Linked DNA regions of Mus musculus: region 2 is linked to region 1. The links are chromatin contacts, called in public promoter capture Hi-C maps. All regions are on one chromosome and are shown on one strand. The core of a region is the stretch at or near the end of the contact, and the rest is flanking DNA. Distances in the headings are between cores, read along the strand shown.

What was found. Capture Hi-C pulls out chosen DNA fragments and counts their contacts.
Region 2: a contact with region 1 is called in a promoter capture Hi-C map of pancreatic islet. The contact joins two enhancer-like sites. A contact is called at or near these places in 2 of 9 other capture datasets (adipose tissue and pancreatic islet).

The regions. Positions count from the first base shown.
Region 1 is chr7:51,660,181-51,664,717 of GRCm38.p6, reverse strand. Slc17a6 (solute carrier family 17 (sodium-dependent inorganic phosphate cotransporter), member 6) reads right to left here. Exons shown (of 12, transcript NM_080853.3): 8 at 3,138-3,287. Among named protein-coding and RNA genes, the nearest start is that of Gm33136, 38 kb to the right of the region's middle. Within about 2 kb of position 2,022, at least 17 of the 459 cell types and tissues checked have an H3K27ac peak or open chromatin away from gene starts, as enhancers often do. A contact at or near this core is called in pancreatic islet, where this site is marked.
Region 2 is chr7:51,885,808-51,890,344 of GRCm38.p6, reverse strand. It overlaps Gas2 (growth arrest specific 2), which reads right to left. Exons shown (of 8, transcript NM_008087.3): 2 at 2,269-2,433. The coding sequence starts at 2,416. Among named protein-coding and RNA genes, the nearest start is that of Gas2, 9.1 kb to the right of the region's middle. Within about 2 kb of position 1,989, at least 34 of the 459 cell types and tissues checked have an H3K27ac peak or open chromatin away from gene starts, as enhancers often do. A contact at or near this core is called in pancreatic islet, where this site is marked.

The DNA.
Region 1 (4,537 bases), core at 773-3,272:
TATACTGTGTAATATTACTTCAGTTTTGCTAACTTCCTCTGTTTATAATATATTCACATATAGTTTCATTAAGATCTGAATAAAATTGTGTTTTTTAGAAACCTTTCCACAAAAAAAAAAAGAAAAGGAGTTTTACATAGGATACTGTGTGTGAATGTGCTTATTTGCTTATAAGTGGATATTTAGTAAATAGGACATAAATAAAAATATAAGGCAAACTGGGTACATGCCAAGTATTATTGGTTTGAGAATACCATCTTGATCATAGTAGATATCCATCAAAATTCAATGTGAATCTGGAAGATGCTGAGGAGAACACATCCTGAAACACATGTAAAGTTTTTCCCAGACTCCCATGCCATCCTTTCATTTTGCAAACACCGACTCCTTGCTTGGGAGTGACATTTCCTGTGCCCACTTAAAGTGTTTTCTATCTGAAAAAAGTCTTACCCTGGGCAGCCCCATCTACCTACTATTCATTTGAATGAATCTCTTTATCACTTTGTGTCAGCAAAGAGCAAAGATAATAAGTTCTTTATTACTCTTTCATCAGGATCAGTAACAGCAATGCTAACAGGTACATTTTGGTCCCTGCTTCAGCACTTGGAAGTATGGAATCTTCTATCTTCTTAGGCAAAATTTCCTGGAAATTGTCCTTGTGTAGGTCTTTTCAGCTCCGGTAACTTATTATGAATAATTAGTGCACACATTATCTGACTAACCCATCCCTCTAGGATCGTCTTTATTTGGCTCATTGTTTTTAAAGCTTTTGGAGGATGAGCTGGCTATTAAGAATCTATAACCCATTCTTCTTAGTAATGCCAGGTTCAGTGACACTAGTTATCCCTCTAGTATGTCACAGTTGAATGGCAACTCTATCTAAACCACGTTTTGAAACTGTCAGGAGGCAGAGCATGAAGCATAGTCTCTCTAACTAAGGATCTCAAAGGAAACAAATGTCTCCTCTCATTTTAAACCCTATATTCTGAGGTTTAAAGGTGCTCATTAAATTCCTAGAATTGAATTTGCCCTGATTTGCCATTCTCAAAGGAGCTGAAAGTCTTTACATACTAACATAGGGAAACACACACACACACACACACACACACACACAGAGAGAGAGAGAGAGAGAGAGAGAGAGAGAGAGAGAGAGAGAGAGAGAGAGAGAACTAATATAGTTCACTTCTCAGTATGCATACATTAGGTCCTATATATAACTCTGTGTGTGTGTGTGTGTGTGTGTGTGTGTGTGCGCGCGCGCGTGTGTGTGTGTGTGTTCATGTGCTACATAAGCACACTTGGCATAAAGATTAAGGTGTTTCCTTGTGGTTCTATCTATACGATATCTAGCTTAATGAAGTTTTGGTAAGCCACCTTCAATGTAAAAATTTTATTTGTATAATATCTGATTCACTTCTAAATGATAGTATTACAGTTCTCACCTATTAATAAGAAATCGAAGAGGGATAATTATTCAAAAATCAACCCTAAGTTGTAGGCTAATACTTCATTATAAAGCTTAGGTTCAAAGCCACATGACTTAGACACACCCGAATTTCCTACCATGCCCTCCTCCAAAATTTTTTCAGGTAAGTTGGAGAATTTGAAACAATTTGGATCAGCATAATCAAAATCTTCAGTCCACACTGCATGTAGAATGTATCCACAATTTTCACTTTATAATAGCAAGTGAATTAATCCACCCATGTGTAAGGTCATACAGTTTTTGCAAACTACCCCAGAATTTATTTAACGTTTTCAGTTAATTGGAGACACAAGCCCAGGAAGATCACTTCATTATCATCCGTTGGCACCTCTCCCTACCCCAACAAGTCCTGGCTTTATTAATAGCCTTTGTGTGTCACATTTGTCCTAGATTATGAAAATGGACTCACACCTCCAACCGTCTTTGTTGAGAGGTGTGATACTCTCAGAGGTCTCCAGGCTGCCCTGTAATGTTTGATCAGCTCCAGGGAGAAGAGGCCGGTCTACAGCCGCTATTCTGCTCAGGGAGAGAGGAACTGTTTCCTTAGAAACAGCCGCTTCAAAAGAGCTCTTAGGCCAGCAACTGCCAGGCTCAGGCTTTCTCTAGCCTAGCTCTCAGATAGCCTTTCAAGTAGAGACACAATATGAACAGCCCAAGCCCAGCTGGACTTATGTAACAACACAAGGAGAGCTGGCAAGACTATTGCCAGCAAAGATAAATGGATTTGAGACTCAGCAGAGAGCTCGGAGCTGCTAAGTGTGTGAGGAGATATACAGGTCACCTGATGTATGACACTAATGGAAATTGAAGCAGAAATGATGAATCTATGTCCTGAGCTTAGTTAGTATAGTTAGGATAGCATTAGGTGATTTCAATAATTACCCTCAGTTCTATTTTACCATCAGCTGAACACAAATGATGATAACTATCCATCTGGTCTACCAGATGAAATTATTCATGAATATGAAAAAAAATAAAACTTCCAGCATTCCAAGTTCTAATACAAAAGGAGTAATTAAAGTCAAGTTCTCCTTATAGAAAATCTGGAAATGTTTTTTATTTTTGTGTCTATTTAACATATGCCTCTCACACCTTGTGCGTGTGAATTGGTAACACAAGAGTTCTGTCTGCTACTACAAAGCTGTAAGCATTTCGGGAGAGAAGTTCTGTTTTACTATTGAATAACACAGTGTCCTATAATAGACTCAGCGAATGCTTGTTAGAGTAAATTTGATGAACAAAGTACAAGGACATTTTCAGACTTTGGATTTGCTAGGTATATCTTTCAATTGGACTGATCTCTGCGAACATGTAAGGAGAGGAGGTTGGTAGTAACCTAAACACAGTTCCGTTAGGATGGGTGACCTTTCTTGTTAGCAGATTGCTTGCCTCAGACTAACGGCTGTTACATTTGTTTGTGGGGAAAATCCTGCATTGATGTTCAGACCCTTCGAAATGGAAGCTACATGAAGGCAGAGACTTCTAGTTGTAACAAAATAGAGTAGGATGTGGACACACACACACACACACACACACACCCTTCCTGGCAGTAAATTATGAAGTTTAGAAGACAAACTTTTGGCTAAAGAAAGGATTATTCACTTAAGTACAAATATTATCTAATATTGTAATAAGGTGAATTTGTACATACCTTGCTGATTTCAAATCCAAAAACCTCCTCAAAATAAGCTGGCTGACTGATGAGCAGTAAATAAAAAGTCCAGCTCCTGCAGAAGTTGGCAACAATTATCGCGTAGACGGGCATGGATGTGAAAAACTTCCTCCATGGGGTCTTAAATTTCTGAAAGCCCCAAAAGAGAGTTACTCTGTTTCAGCATTTTCTGACTTAAATTAATACTATCTATTTTCATGCTCATAGAATGGGATACTAGTATAAAATAATTAATTGGTAGCTGCAGCACCCCAGTTAATCTTATGTGTGTGAATAATCATTAAAAGAAGAAACAAAATACCAATCTATCCCTCTGATTTAGTCTAGTTTTTTTTAAATATGAAAATTCATGTACTTAGAAAATAAATTCCAAAACCATGTGTTCTAAGTTCTAAGAGCTTAAAACAGCTTCCCCCAACCATCAGCAAAATACTGCCAAATGAGTGGCTTTGTGATATCTAAAGTGTTGAAAGTTCAATGTACTTGGAAAAGAAAAAGAAAATAAGAACAGGTTATTGCCCACCTCTCTGAAGTCAGCTAAGCCATCATCTCCCCATGAATTCCCTTGACAGTTAGTGAAGATCAGTATATTTTATGACACTGAGGTACAAGTTCCTGAAGTAGTCCCATGGTGCTGAGTACAGCCTAGGACATCATTACCAGCTATTTCCATTTGAGTATTTTCAAAACAAACCTAAAATGTACCTAGAGAAAATTGCTGTGATAATAACACCTTTACAATTTAAACCTCCTACAGTTTAATATTTTAAACCTCAAACTATTTCTCATAGTTACAAATACTTTCTTGATCATCTTATCTTAAAGACCAAGATATACCTGCTAAAGAGATAATCTTCTAAAATAACCTCAACCGGTGTTTCAAGGTGTCCCTGACATGATAAAATGATCCAAACAAGAAGCAAAACTTCTACCCAGAGATTTAGTAAGTCTTCCTGAGTTTTGAGTCCCATGATTGTTGCTATGCAACTTTCTGTGCTCAGAGTCACAAAATCACTTCAAATGTAGATTGGTAAGGAATCACGTGGTGGTAATCAGAAATATATGTAATACCAAAAAAGAGAAAAAAAACCATACCAATAACATAATAATCACTGTAGTTTTTGGTAAATACTTGTATTGTGAGAGCATGATAGGCAAGCTCCAAGGGATAGGAATTTTGTTTTTAATCCTATATGTCACAAATGATGAAAATACTTCACAGGCAAATAAAAATGCCCAAAGACAGGAGTGCATGCACTAGGATACTGCTGTGTGTGGAAGAGACATAACTGAATCGTTAAAGGTAAACAACTTTTTTCCTGCTGGGAGAATGTTGCTTTGCTCATGTCAGAGTTATCTTTCCTGAGAACTACATTCTT
Region 2 (4,537 bases), core at 740-3,239, 230 kb before region 1:
ATTATTCAAAACATGTTTATTTTCCTATCTCTATATGTTTTAACATTTTATACAGTTTCAAGTGTTTAGACCCCTTTCCAAATTATAATAATAATAATAGTGTTTCCTTGAGGTTTCCTCTGTCTACCTGGGGTGACTTCTAGTCCACTGAAAGATAATACTCAATAACTACATTTTTTAATCCCTTTAGAAACCCTTGCCTGGAAAATTACATAAACTATCAATTTCATTCACTACAACTACTAATAAATATTTAACAAGATAATCTGCTTCTTTTAAAAACATTATCCATTATATATTTACTCTGTTTAGATATGTCCTTTGTTGACCTAAACTGCCCAAACAAACGCTCCAGAATCAGATTTCTTGGAAACGTAGATGTTAGGAGCTGGAAAGGATATTAAAGAATATCTCCAACTCTTTCAGTTATGGTTGAGGACACCAAGCCCAGAACAGATAGCTGAGGGACTTTGGGCATGTTTCCGACCAGTGGGACGGCCAGAAGCTGAAGCCAGGTCTCCTGATGCCCGGAAAGGAGCCAGGTCTCCTGATTTCTAATCCAAGGATCTTTCCATTGCACACACTGACTCTGTTCTTTGAGGCTGTATTGGCCTGCTCACACTGATCAAGCCACTCTGAGAATGATCACATTGGTTAAACAGAACACTTTGATGACCTAGTCACCCAACACTGGGTCACGCCTGTATAATCGGGCTACACTGTACTCACCCCCATTCCTCCTATCCTACCATCTCCATGGCCCTTTGTTGATCACACTACTGATTATAATCAGCACAATTTTTTTCAAGTCTGTGTATGATTTAGCCCCCAACAAGTCTTTTTTTTTTAATTAACAATTTCACTGGACTTTATAAATAGAACAGCAACTTAAATAATAATAATAACTAAGATCCAGGAACTATACAAAGTGCTAGAGCTTGTGTTCTCAATTTCTGTAACACAATTCCAATGGCAACTTGTATCTGTAGCGGATGGCTAGGCATTAATAATAATCATTAGTTAGCCCTGGAAGGTCAAAAGCAAGGGAGGCAATAACTGCCTGTTTGATGAAGTTAATAGTGAAGTACTACCTAATACAAGTCTCTTCATTCTTTTAGAGACAGTCCCACCGTGGGGTGGAGGACCTTGCTTGGGGCAAAGGGGTTCTGAAAATCTTTCTGAAGGGTATATTTTCTATATCGACACTTAGTAGTTTTGGTTAAACCACAAAGTTAGTCAAGATGGGGTGTTTATGATGAAGAAAAGAGCAAGTACTTCACCACAGACAAAGACTTTTAAATATAGCATATAAGTATAAAAGCCAGGAAGCAGAGAAAAACTGCAAGAGGCAAATGGATTCTTAGCCTCTGCATTCTTAGCCTCTGCTAGGTTTTAGCCAGAGGAATGCAGCACGTAGCCCCATCTTCCTAGCTAGAAAGTGAAGCCTGCAGCTTGCAGCATTGCTGCAGTAATAAAATAGTGTAGGTGCATCCTCTCTGCCCACCACAAAGTACCACTCACACTCTGCTTGTTCCACAGTTCAATCCTACATCCTGAAAACTATAAGGTCCTAAAGTTGTGGCTCACTCTTCTCGGGGAAATCTGGTACTGGGGATGCTATGGCTAAATATATGGTGAGCCTTTAATTGTACAAATTTGTACCCTTCATTGTTGCACTTTGATCCTTGAAATTCATCAGACAAAAGAAAGGACACCATTAGCATGCAGTATCATTTTCTCAACAATGATGCTTTTCCAAAATGGATATTTTTTAAAAAAATGGAATTTAGTTCCAAAGTAAATTACTCCAGTCAGTCCGCTTGGACAAGGCATAGGTATTGTCCCTGAGTCCCTGAATTCAGCAGCTTTGGAAGGCGTGATGTAAAAGTAGGGCAAGAAAAGGCAATTTTAGAAGCAGATGTCACAGAGCCTGCAGCTTGAACCAAAGCACAGGTCAAAGTGGTCAGCTGCAAGCCCGTGAGTCAGAAATAAATCAGACCAGAGCAGGAACGGTATAAGCAACTTGACCGCAGGTTTCCACATTCCAGTGCAGGACGCAGGGATATGAAACACAGCTAACGTGAGAGGCACTGGGAAATTCATTTAAATTTCCACAGGCTTCAATTTCCCAGATGAAAAAAATCCTAATAAAGAAGGTCTTTCTTTTCCAGGTATGATCACATGCTTGGGAGAAGGACACTCTCAGAGGAGGTAAAATACACAAGACACTGTTATCTTTGCTCACAAAGTGATATCTTATAACCTTACCTAATAGATTGGTTAACCACAAGGCCAAGTCTTCTTTCATCGGCAGCAAATTAGCTTCATGTCTGCTGGCCAGCCACTGGCTGTACTGATGCATATCAGACAGGCCAGGTCCGCTGCGAACCTTGGGGCTCAGGGCAGTGCACATCATTTATCCACTCCTAACACCTAGTGTGGGGACAAAAGAGCAATAGACTTTTTATACAAGTTAAAATTTAAAAACTTCTACCACCACAATATTGTAATGAGCAATGAGCCTTAACCATGAACTTTTGTGATGTCAGCTCGTTATTAATTATTAAACCCAGGAGAAATTATTTGCCTTATTCATGTGGCTCTCTAACTATTAGTCAGCCACTTGGTAACAGAAACAATCAAAGGTCAAAGAGAAAATCAAACAATAAATGCTTAGCTCATGTAAAACAATGTATTTGGAAAGGACCAGCCAGCTTCAAGGGGAAGAAACCCAGTAAAATGTAGTTAAATGGAGATTTTAGTGTCTGCTGGTGTTTAAGGCAGGGATGGCCACAGAATCTGAGTGCTGAGCACAAGCACGGACAGCAAGCACAGGCTCCTGAGGAAGCACATGGGGACTTCTGGCAAGACTATTACCTAAAGGAATAAGCACAACATGCAACTCGCTGGTCACGGCCAAACTCATTCAAGGACACTCAATTAAAACACCCAGTATCAGGTAGGAGAGGAGGGGTATTCAAAGAGTCCCCACTACCACTCCAAAAATCACAGAAGACCAAAATTAGAAGGGGAGAGTGGCATAAGCAATTTGACTCTATAGCATCACAGTAGAGTAAGGCTAAGATCTTGTTCTGCAAATCTCAAGAACTCTTTCCACAAAGACATAGTCTGACAGAATGCATTAGTGGAAAGCACTTTCTTGCAACCACTGCCTCTGGTGGCCTCTGTTACGGTTTCCCTTGCTCTGAATCTTCCTTATTTTAGTTATACATTTTGAGTTTTGTTTGTAATCAGTTTAGCATAGAACTATGTTAATGTTTTACATCTAAAATAGGAGTGGCAGAAAAAGAATTTGCTTCTCAGATATCCCTTGTTAATATACAACACAATAAAAGTAAATAAATAAGATTACTTCATGACCTGATCACTTCACTGTATGAAGAGCATAAACCTCTATTTAAATTATAAAGTATTTTAATAAATATGTGGAGGTATATAGATATGTTTAAGTATTTAAATACTTAATTTGACCTTAAGTATATCACCTTTGTCTAATATTTTTTCACGACAGAGTCTCAAGTAACCCATGGTAGCCCCAAAATGCTATATAGCTGACAGTGGCCTCATCCTTCTGATTCTTCTGTCCTACCTCCTGAACTCTGGGATTACAGATGTGACCCACCATACCGGCATATGGAACTCTGGAAAATAGTCCCAGAGACTTTTGCATGTTAGGCAAGCACTCTACCCATTGACCTACATCTCAAGCCCCTCTCTGAATTATTTGTAGAACCTGATGCTATATAAGTAAAATAAATCTATTGAAGGAGTCTTTTATCTGATATAAAATGATTTCGCCTGTGTTCACAACAGTTCAATCATTTCATTTCGAGTCTATTTCACCATAGGACCTATTCTGGCTACAAATCAGTATGTGCATAAAATAACCAAAAGAAGTCCACCCAAGTGACAAAAACCACAAGACTATTTGCAACAGGCAACTCATTAGATGCCTATAATATCATGGCTATTTCATCTAAGCACTTCAGAGTGACTAAATTACACACTGTCTTTGGAGTTTTACTGTTTCAAACTCTGCACAGTACTCCTTTGTAGTTATTCTTAAACTCTAATGTATTTAGGTTAATTTATTTTAAAAGGTTTCTTTTGAGTGAATGATCTATTTCTGTGTTTAATGCAGAACGTGGTTATCTCCCGAATCTTGGAGCTGACTGTTGGGAGAAGTAGTAAGTACATAAAGCGCATAGTGCCTCACCAAGGAAAGGTACACTTTCATCCCTGACTCACTCAGCTCACTCTGGGACATTCTCTAAGTATCTGACCTGAAGCACTAGGAAGGTGACCCTTGTTTACTACAACTTGCCACAGGTTACAGGACCATTAACATAAGAACTACAATGTTGCTGTTGTTTATTCTCTCCCAGTTATAACAGCATTGCTCACACTTTCCCTAATGCCTGTGATTAAATATCAGAAACAAAAAACACCTGAAATATTTTCAATGTCAATTCTTTGAAAATTATGTTTATTCCTGCATAATAATACCTCTGTAGCT